Linked DNA regions of Sus scrofa: region 1 is linked to region 2. A link is a contact called in public Hi-C data. All regions are on one chromosome and are shown on one strand. Each heading gives the region's core, a stretch centred on a gene start, on an enhancer-like site or on the middle of the called end of the contact. The rest is flanking DNA. Distances are from core to core; before and after follow the strand shown.

The links. A called contact is a pair of places that touch in the nucleus more often than the background predicts.
Region 1: a Hi-C map of liver shows a contact between it and region 2, with 5 times the contacts expected there. The contact joins the promoter of PYROXD1 here to the promoter of GYS2 in region 2. A contact is called at or near these places in 2 of 47 Hi-C or Micro-C datasets (epiblast stem cells and liver) and 1 of 2 datasets of contacts at active chromatin or transcription factors (alveolar macrophages).

What each region holds. Positions count from the first base shown.
Region 1 is chr5:52,019,593-52,024,009 of Sscrofa11.1, forward strand. PYROXD1 (pyridine nucleotide-disulfide oxidoreductase domain-containing protein 1) reads right to left here and starts at 1,252. Exons shown (of 12, transcript XM_021092253.1): 1 at 1,032-1,252. The coding sequence starts at 1,115. It also overlaps a transcript of SLCO1A2 not described here.
Region 2 is chr5:51,861,032-51,865,064 of Sscrofa11.1, forward strand. It overlaps GYS2 (glycogen synthase 2), which reads left to right and starts at 1,921. Exons shown (of 16, transcript NM_001195511.1): 1 at 1,921-2,295. The coding sequence starts at 2,178.

The sequences.
Region 1 (4,417 bases), core at 2-2,501, 160 kb after region 2:
GACAGGGTTGCCACAAACCTCCAACTTGTAAACAATGCAACGTGAAGTATAATAAATCAAAGTGCAATAAAATGAGCTATGCCTGTAAGACAAAAGGACATCTACTGTGAGAAAGGATACTTCTCCCCTAATTTACTACTTACCAACTCTAAAGGCACCCCTAAGATACCAAACACACTGAGGAAATAATTTACATGTCTCTTCCACTACCCTGTGGGTCTCTAAAAAGGAGGTACCATTCTCTGTATTTATCTGATCAGCCATTAGTACAGTGACTGGATTATAGGTGTTTACTTGGTGAATAAATGAAAAATACACATCCCAAGATTAAGAGTTGAGGAAAAATACTTCAAATTCTTATGACATCAGTGACTACTTATGTTTACTTTTTACCAGCGAAATAACCCATTCTTTATTAGAATACATGTATATATGTAGTCTGACTAGTCACTGTAAATCAGAAACTTATTCCCTCGCTGTATTTAATCCCTTGCTGGCTGTTTTACAAAACATTACTATAGATGACATATCTATAGTATCTTGGGAGTGCCAAGTACAGGAAACTTACGTAAGAGATTATCACTTAGTTATCTCTTAGTTATGATGCACTACGGACCTGGAATTTAGGCGGAAGCGGAATTCAATCAGCTAATTTAAGAAAAGGGGCTGAATTTTCCGACCAAGTACTTCCTAGTTATAACCCCTCCCACCCCCTAGCCCCCCCAACCCCCGGTCTGCTCCGCTATTACTAGGACCAGAAGCGGGTTCACTCTGCTTTAGTTTCCCCGCTAATAACTTGCTCGCCACCTCTCCTTTCAGCGCCTGAAGCGAAGCTTGAGAGGTACTAAGGATGTCACCTGACGGCCACGACACACTCTACAATACTTGGGAGCCGGAATGAGTGAAGGGAGAAAAACAAAGCGGCTAGAAAGCTACCTGGAAAAAGGACTAGGAAAGGCGGCAGGAGGGAACCCCGAGCGCCACCGCCGCCGGGGTCGAGGAGAAGGGAGAAGCCTGCGCGCCTGCTTTACCTGCTCCGCACAGGTAACGCCCGCGATGCCACCGCCGACCACCACAAACTTCCCTGCTGTAGGGGGCGAGCGCGCTACCTCCATGCTCTCGGACCTCCAGCGGTTTGCAGACAACAGTGGTGGAGCCAAAAAAGTTTGGATTTCGGGAGAGGGAGCGGCGCCAGGCGACCACTTCCGTCGTTTGCCCCTGAGAGTCCGAGGTACGGGTGCCTCGGAGCTCACACTTATTCCCTTCGCGCTCCTGAGAATCCGAGGTACGGGTGCCCGGGAGCTCATACTTAGTCTCTTCGCTTATCTGCTGGGGCTGCGGTTCCTAAGCGCAGAGGCGGCTTGTTGATTGCAGGGCTTTGCGTTATTATCACCGCTGCTAAATGTCTTTTTTCCACGTAGGTTTGATATGACAAAAGCCAAAGTAAAGTAGATGGGTTGTTCAAAGAGCCTTAACAGGTTGTCTAAGACAGATCAGTGTTCTCACGGGGCAGCGCGTTCTTAGAATCAATGAACTGCTCTGAACTTCTCACTGTTGGTTCCTGCGGGAGGTTAAACATAGTTCAACTCTTAAAACTCAATGGTAGAAGGAACATCATCCTTCCCTATCCTTAACCAAGCAATCTAAGATTTTACCTTTTGGAAGCAAATTATTCATAGACACATGAATCAAGGCAAAGCAATACTATGGATTGTTCTCTAAGAAGTTGTTCCCGTTGACAATTTTGATCTCAACGATAAATTTCTGCAGTATATAGAGTTGCTCGCCACTTTGTAAAAATAAACCACCATTTCCTCCCCAGTTTCCAGTAAATAACATCTGTGAAGACTGAATTAAATATTCCCAATCTAATTTGTAAAAATTATTTTTACGATATTCAAATTATTGCAGTATTTACTATTTTACATTATTTTACTATTTTCTATTACCTTCGCTGTCTAATATAATCCTTCCCCTGGGGGTTGTATTATAATATTAAGAAGGTGCTATTTCTCTAAATGGCTCATTCCAAAACTGGGAATTATCAGTCCCCCTTTAATTCTTAAATTCTGGAAATAACCAGGCTGTATAACAGGAAAACCTAACACATCTAATTACAGATATTTACTGATATCCCTAATAATGATTGTGCTTTGATTTAATAAGTTAAATAGTAGGCAGTTAAATAAGCAACTCTAATTCCTGTTACTAGCTTAGGCAACCAAATAATGCATTTCGAGGAGGAGGAGAATGTACTTTAAACCTGTATAGATCGAGTCTTGTTTACTTCTCTTACCTCTGTTTTCACTGGATCTCATTCAACTCACTGTGCTTTAGCTAGAACCACGCTTGCAGCTTCCAGGATAGGTATGTTCTTTCTTTTCTGAGCATTTGCACATAACTCTTTCTTTAATACTCTTTCCCAATGGGTTTTCCCTAGCTAATTCCCCGCTGACCTTTGGTTCAACCATCCATGACCTCCCTTAAGAAGCTTTATCTAATTTCTTTAAGACTGAGGCAGGTATCCTCTCTGTGTTCCAATAGTCCCTTGTCATCCCCTGAATTCAGAGTTAAAACACTTTTTTTTAATCTGATGTGGGTCTGATTCCTCTCCCCCCTCCAACCACAAACTCCTTAATCTCAGGGATTATTACTTTTCCCTCTCTGTATCTTCAGACCAGTTTTTTGCTAAATATTATGGTGTATGCCTTTGGAGTCTGGAGTAGACAAGGTCAGCTTCAGAGAAGGCAGGATTTATACTGAATCTCCAAGGCTCAGTAGCCTTTGGATGGGTTCAGAGGAGCTATCTGGCCACCCAACAGGAAATATCTCAACTACCAAAAGTTTCATGGCAGAAGTGAGTACAGGAAATATAGGAGATGGCAAAAAGAAAGAGGGAAAAAAAAATAGTTGAGGAGTTTAGGAATAATCTGGAAAAATTGAAGGGAATTAAACCCTCTTTGTCTTGCTACTTCTACTTCCTTAACTTTTTTTTTTTTTTTAAATGTCATCTCTGACTTTTAAACTATTAAATGAAAACCTAGCTTCCAATTCTTTACTAAGCTGATTACAGAAATATCTAAAATAAGAGAATTTAGATTAATTTATGGAGCTGACTGAAAATTGGGAAAGAACAATGAAATTTTATGCAGTAGTTAATGATTTAGTCAAGTATGGTGCTAGCATTTCCTTAATTATGTGATCTTTAGTGAGTTACTTCCCCACCTAAGCCTTAGTTTCCTTGTTTGCAAAGTGGCTGTAAGATCTACTTTGTGGAGTTGTTTTGAGGTATAGATGAGATAAAGTATTTAAGCTTTCTAGCTGGGTGGGGTCAATGGCTAAAGTGTCTGCTCCTGGGAGGTTGAACAGTCTGTATATCTTGGAGTAAAATATTTTATGGACATTCCTTTTATTTTTTTTTAATTTTTTTTTTTAGGGCCACACCCGAGGCATATGGAGGTTCCCGGTCTAGGGGTCCAATCAGAGCTGTAGCCGCCAGCCTACACCACAGCCATGGCAACATGGGATCCAAGCCATTTCTGCAATCTACACCACAGCTCATGGCAGCGCCAGATCCTTAACCCACTGAGCTCAGGGAGGCCAGGGATTGAACCTGAGTCCTCCTGGATGCTAGTCAGGTTCATTAATTGCTGAGCCACAACAGGAACTTTATTGACATTCTTAACTGAAATGAGTGTAAAATGCTTTTCACTCTCAGATGTCTTTCATATCATTACTCTGACTCTTCGAACATGAAATTTCTGAAGCTTCCTGGATATCTTCCAAGGTTACCCAAGTCTCCTCAAATTCACCGTGAATCTAAACCAAATTTATCTTCCTCCCAAATCTCTTCTTTGTTTTTGTTTTAGTGAACAAGCTGAAGTAGGGAACAAGCAAAAGAGAAGTCTTCTTTCTCAGCACTTGCCCTGTGAACATATTTTTCTCATTCTTTAAATTAAATCTTTGCTTGGCCTCAAAGCTTCTGATCATTCTTGGGTGATTAAAAACAAAGTCCAGTGCTGCTTGTTATTAAAACTCCAGATTCTCATCCAATTACAACTTTACCTAACCGCAGGCAGTCAAGGTTGGTTTCCTTGACTTTCTCGTCCCAGCTCTTCTCCCACCTGGTAGCTGATGTTTTAAGCTGCTTTAAAATTGGAGGGTGGGCAAGGAATGAGGGAAGGAAAGATCTTACTTTACTGGTTTAGCTATGCATCAGTGGTGTGCTAGAGCCACTGTCCTATGAGAGCTGACTCTTACATTACAGGAATTGAATGAGCTGACTGCTAACTCACCCACTGTTAAATGCTAAATTATATAAGTGTATAATTAAATAAACTCTATTAAAACAAAGGTAATAAATGCTCAAAGCTCATCATTTCCTAATTATTTTACTATTACATATTTTTGAGGTTAT
Region 2 (4,033 bases), core at 671-3,170:
AAGCATACTTTCTGAATGTCTTTTTCTAGGAACAATATAAGATATATCTCTGTGTATAAGTAAATTAGCACATGCATATTTATATAAATACAAACACATATTATCAAGTTGATAATATTTGAGGTAAATGTACAAATATGACTAAAATTAATTTCTACAACCTCATTAAAATGGTGGTCTGATGATCATTGATCTGTTAAAATTACTTTCTTTTTATGTTATACTCAAAGTCATGCGGGCATTGGAGTTCCTGTTGTGGCTCAATGGTTAACGAACCCAAATAGGATCCATGAGAAGGAGGGTTTGATCCCTGGCCTCACTCAATATGTTAAGGATCTGGCATTGCCCTGAGCTGTGGTGTAGGCAACAGATGCGGCTCAGATCCCACATTGCTATGGCTGTGGTGTAGGCTGATGGCTTTAGCTCTGATACAACCCCTAGGCTGGGATCATCCATGTGCCATGGGTGTGGCCCTAAAAAGACCAAAAAAAAAAAAAAAAAAAAAAAAAAAAGAGAGAAATGCTGGCATTTATACTTTTTCATAGGGAAATTTCTTTGGGCCATGCCCGAGGCACACAGAAGTTCCTGGGACAGGGATCGAACCCACACCAGTGACCCAAGCTGCAGCAGCAACAATGCAATTCTTAACCTGCTGAGCCACCAGGGAACTCCATTCAGAAGGAATATTTTAGAAAAGTAATTAAGGAAAGGGGAACGAAGATCAATGCCTATTATCAAAATATAATTTGTCAATGTAAAATAAAACAACTAGAAATAATTTTTTTTTTTAGGGCTGTACCCACTGCACACTGAGGTTCCAGGCTGGGGATCGAATCAGAGCCATAGCTGCTGGGCTATACCACAGCCACAGCAATGCAGGATGTGAGCTGCATCTATGAGCAATGCCAGATCCTTAACCCACTGAGCGAGGCCAGAGATCAAGCCCGCAACCTTATGGCTCCTAGTCAGATTCTCTTCCGCTGAGCCAGGATGGGAACTCCAAAATAATTTTTTTAATGATCTAGAAATGAGAATCAAAAAAATAATATTTAGGAAATCTAAACGGATTAAAGGCTTAGAAACTGTCTCAGTCAATTCTTTGTTTTGTTTTGTTTTGTTTTGCTTTTTAGAGCTGAATCTGCAGCGTATGGATGTTCCCAGACTAGAGGTCAAATCGGAGCTACAGCTGCCGGCCTACACCACAGCCTCAGCAACTCGGGATCCAAGCCGCATCTGCAAACTACACCACAGTTCACAGCCACGCAGGATCCCCGACCCACCAAGTGGGGCCAGGGATCGAACTGTCATCCTCATGAGTCCTGGTCAGGTTTGTTAACCGCTGAGTCATGAAGGGAACTCCTGTCTCACTCAATTCTATGTGTAACCTAAAATGGTCTGCACATAGAGAACAGACTAGTGGTCTCCAAGAGGGAAAGGCTAGGGAAGGGATAGACTGGGACTCTGGGATTAGCAGATGCGAACTACTCTATATAGACTGTATAAGTAGCAAGGTCATACTGGATAGCAGAGAGAACTACGTTCAGTATCTTGTGATAAATTATAATGGAAAATAATATGAAAATGAGTGTATATTTATATCTAGCTGGCTAGCTGAATTTGCTGGACAGCAAAAATTAACATATTGTAAATCAACTATACTTCAATAAAATAAAATTTTAAAATATAAAAAATAAAAAAAATAAAATGGAATCATCTGCAAGCTTTATAAGGGGAATTGCTACTCTTGGGTCACTTTGGAAGTGATGAAATCAGCACTGGTGACTGTGTGGGTCTAGGATTTTGGTCAAGAGGACAAGGGCTAAAGGTCTGGACTCACGTCATGATCAGCCTCTGAGGATTCCATTCTCCTCATGGGTGCTTACCTAAGCCCCAAAACCGGGGGGTTTTTACTTGTGACTGTTCTGGGCTGTTTGGGTAGATATTGATTGGAGATCGTGTCCTCACTGGACCTTCCCAGAAAGACTGTATAAGGAACAGAGAATTCCACCTTCAATTGGGAATTCTGTGGGAAGCCCAGCGGATTTCTTTCTGCTGGTTTATTCCTCTGAGAAGCTACCAAAGCTTGTGATCTACCAGCTCTGAATCCCTGCATCAAGTGCACCTAGGATTGCAGTTCCTTGAAAGAGGGCTTCCAGCGTCAGAGAACTGAAGGAAGAATGCTTCGAGGCCGGTCCCTATCGGTGACATCCTTGGGTGGGCTGCCTCGGTGGGAAGCTGAGCTTCCTGTGGAAGATTTACTGCTCTTTGAAGTGTCTTGGGAAGTGACCAATAAAGGTTAGTACGGCACCCTGAGGAGACTAGTTGCCAGACTGCCGGAGAATGTACATAGATTGGGATTTCACATTCTCTAGAGAGAATGAATTGCCAGCGAATAAGGAAAATGTTCAAACTGAATATGTTTAGATTACATTTAACCTTGTACATTTCAACAGGCAATGAAAACTTAGACGTGTGTATGTGTTGCAGGAAAAGTTGAAAATATGAGTCGTTGCCAGGGAATGTGCATTTAAAAAAATTTTGAAATTCGTATTACGACAAAACAATAATACACAGTTAATTTTTCTTTTTTTGGTTTTATGATTTTTCTCAGCACAGTTTTGTACTATATTTTAGGAAGAACGGTATTTTATCAGGACCGAGTAGAAACTTTAACTCCATATGCTGCTAGTCAGTATACAAATTATTAGACATTTATAATAATTCAAGGTTAACATGGAATTAAAGTTTTAACTCAGAAGCAACTCAGAAGCTTCTATTTAAGAAGAATGCCTGGGAGTTCCCGTCGTGGTGCAGTGGTTAACAAATCCGACTAGGAACCACGAGGTTGCGGGTTCGATCCCTGCCCTTGCTCAGTGGGTTAATGATCTGGCGTTGCCGTGAGCTGTGGTGTAGGTTGCAGACACGGCTCGGATCCTGCGTTGCTGTGGCTCTGGTGTAGGCCGGCAGCTACAGCTCGGATTCAACCCCTAGCCTGGGAACCTCCATATGCCTTGGGAGTGGCCCAAGAAATGGCAAAATGACAAAAAACAAAAAAAGAAGAAGAAGAAGAAGAATGCCTGGAATTTTTCTTTAATACTATATATACAGAGAAATTATAAAATAAGAAAAGAAATCAATTTTTAAAAATTTTTAATTTTATTTTAATTTGTTTTGCTTTTTAGAGCGGCACCCATAGCATATGGAGGTTCCCAGGCTAAAGGTCCAATTGCAGCTATAGCTGCTGTCCTACACCACAGCCACAGCAACACAGGATCTCAGCCATGTCTGCAACCTACACCACAGCTCACAGCAATGCCAGATCCTTAACCCACTGAGTGAGGCCAGAGATTGAATCTGCAACCTCACGGTTCCTAGTTGGATTTGTTTCCCATGCGCCACGACAGGAACTCCTGAAAAGAAATCAAATTGACAAAATTTAAATAATTCCTCAATAAGGTATGATCTCATTTGTATTGGATTGGAGAAGGCAAAGTAGAGAACTCTGACTTAAATGATTTTTATGGTGAAAATATCAGAAAAATTATTTAAAAAAATTCCTTGTGTATTAATATTGTCTAGCTGAAAAGTGTCAGGGTTGTTAACACTAATATTAAAGGAATATTGGTAAAGAAAAGTAACAGTTCTGAAGGCTGAGTTTTTCAAGGTCATAAAGAACCAGGCCAAATGATTGATGGGGGAAAGGAATTTAAAGGATGGAATTGATAACTTGTAATGTGATATATTACATGTTCATTAAAAATAATTTTATGACATGTTTATTTCAGAAACTTAAAGGTTCTGAAATAAACATGAATGTAATACAGTACTTCTTCCTTTTGGCTAATCAGAGCCAGCAAAACCTCAAAATCAGAGAAATTATATTTAGCATCTGTTCTGATTTTTTGCCTTACACTCAGTGTTCAAATCTTTCATGTTATGCATTCATAACATTATAAAATAAAAATTAAATATCAATTGTTTCTACACAGAAATGCACAGAATGAATGTAAGAGAACAAAGCACATTCTTCCTC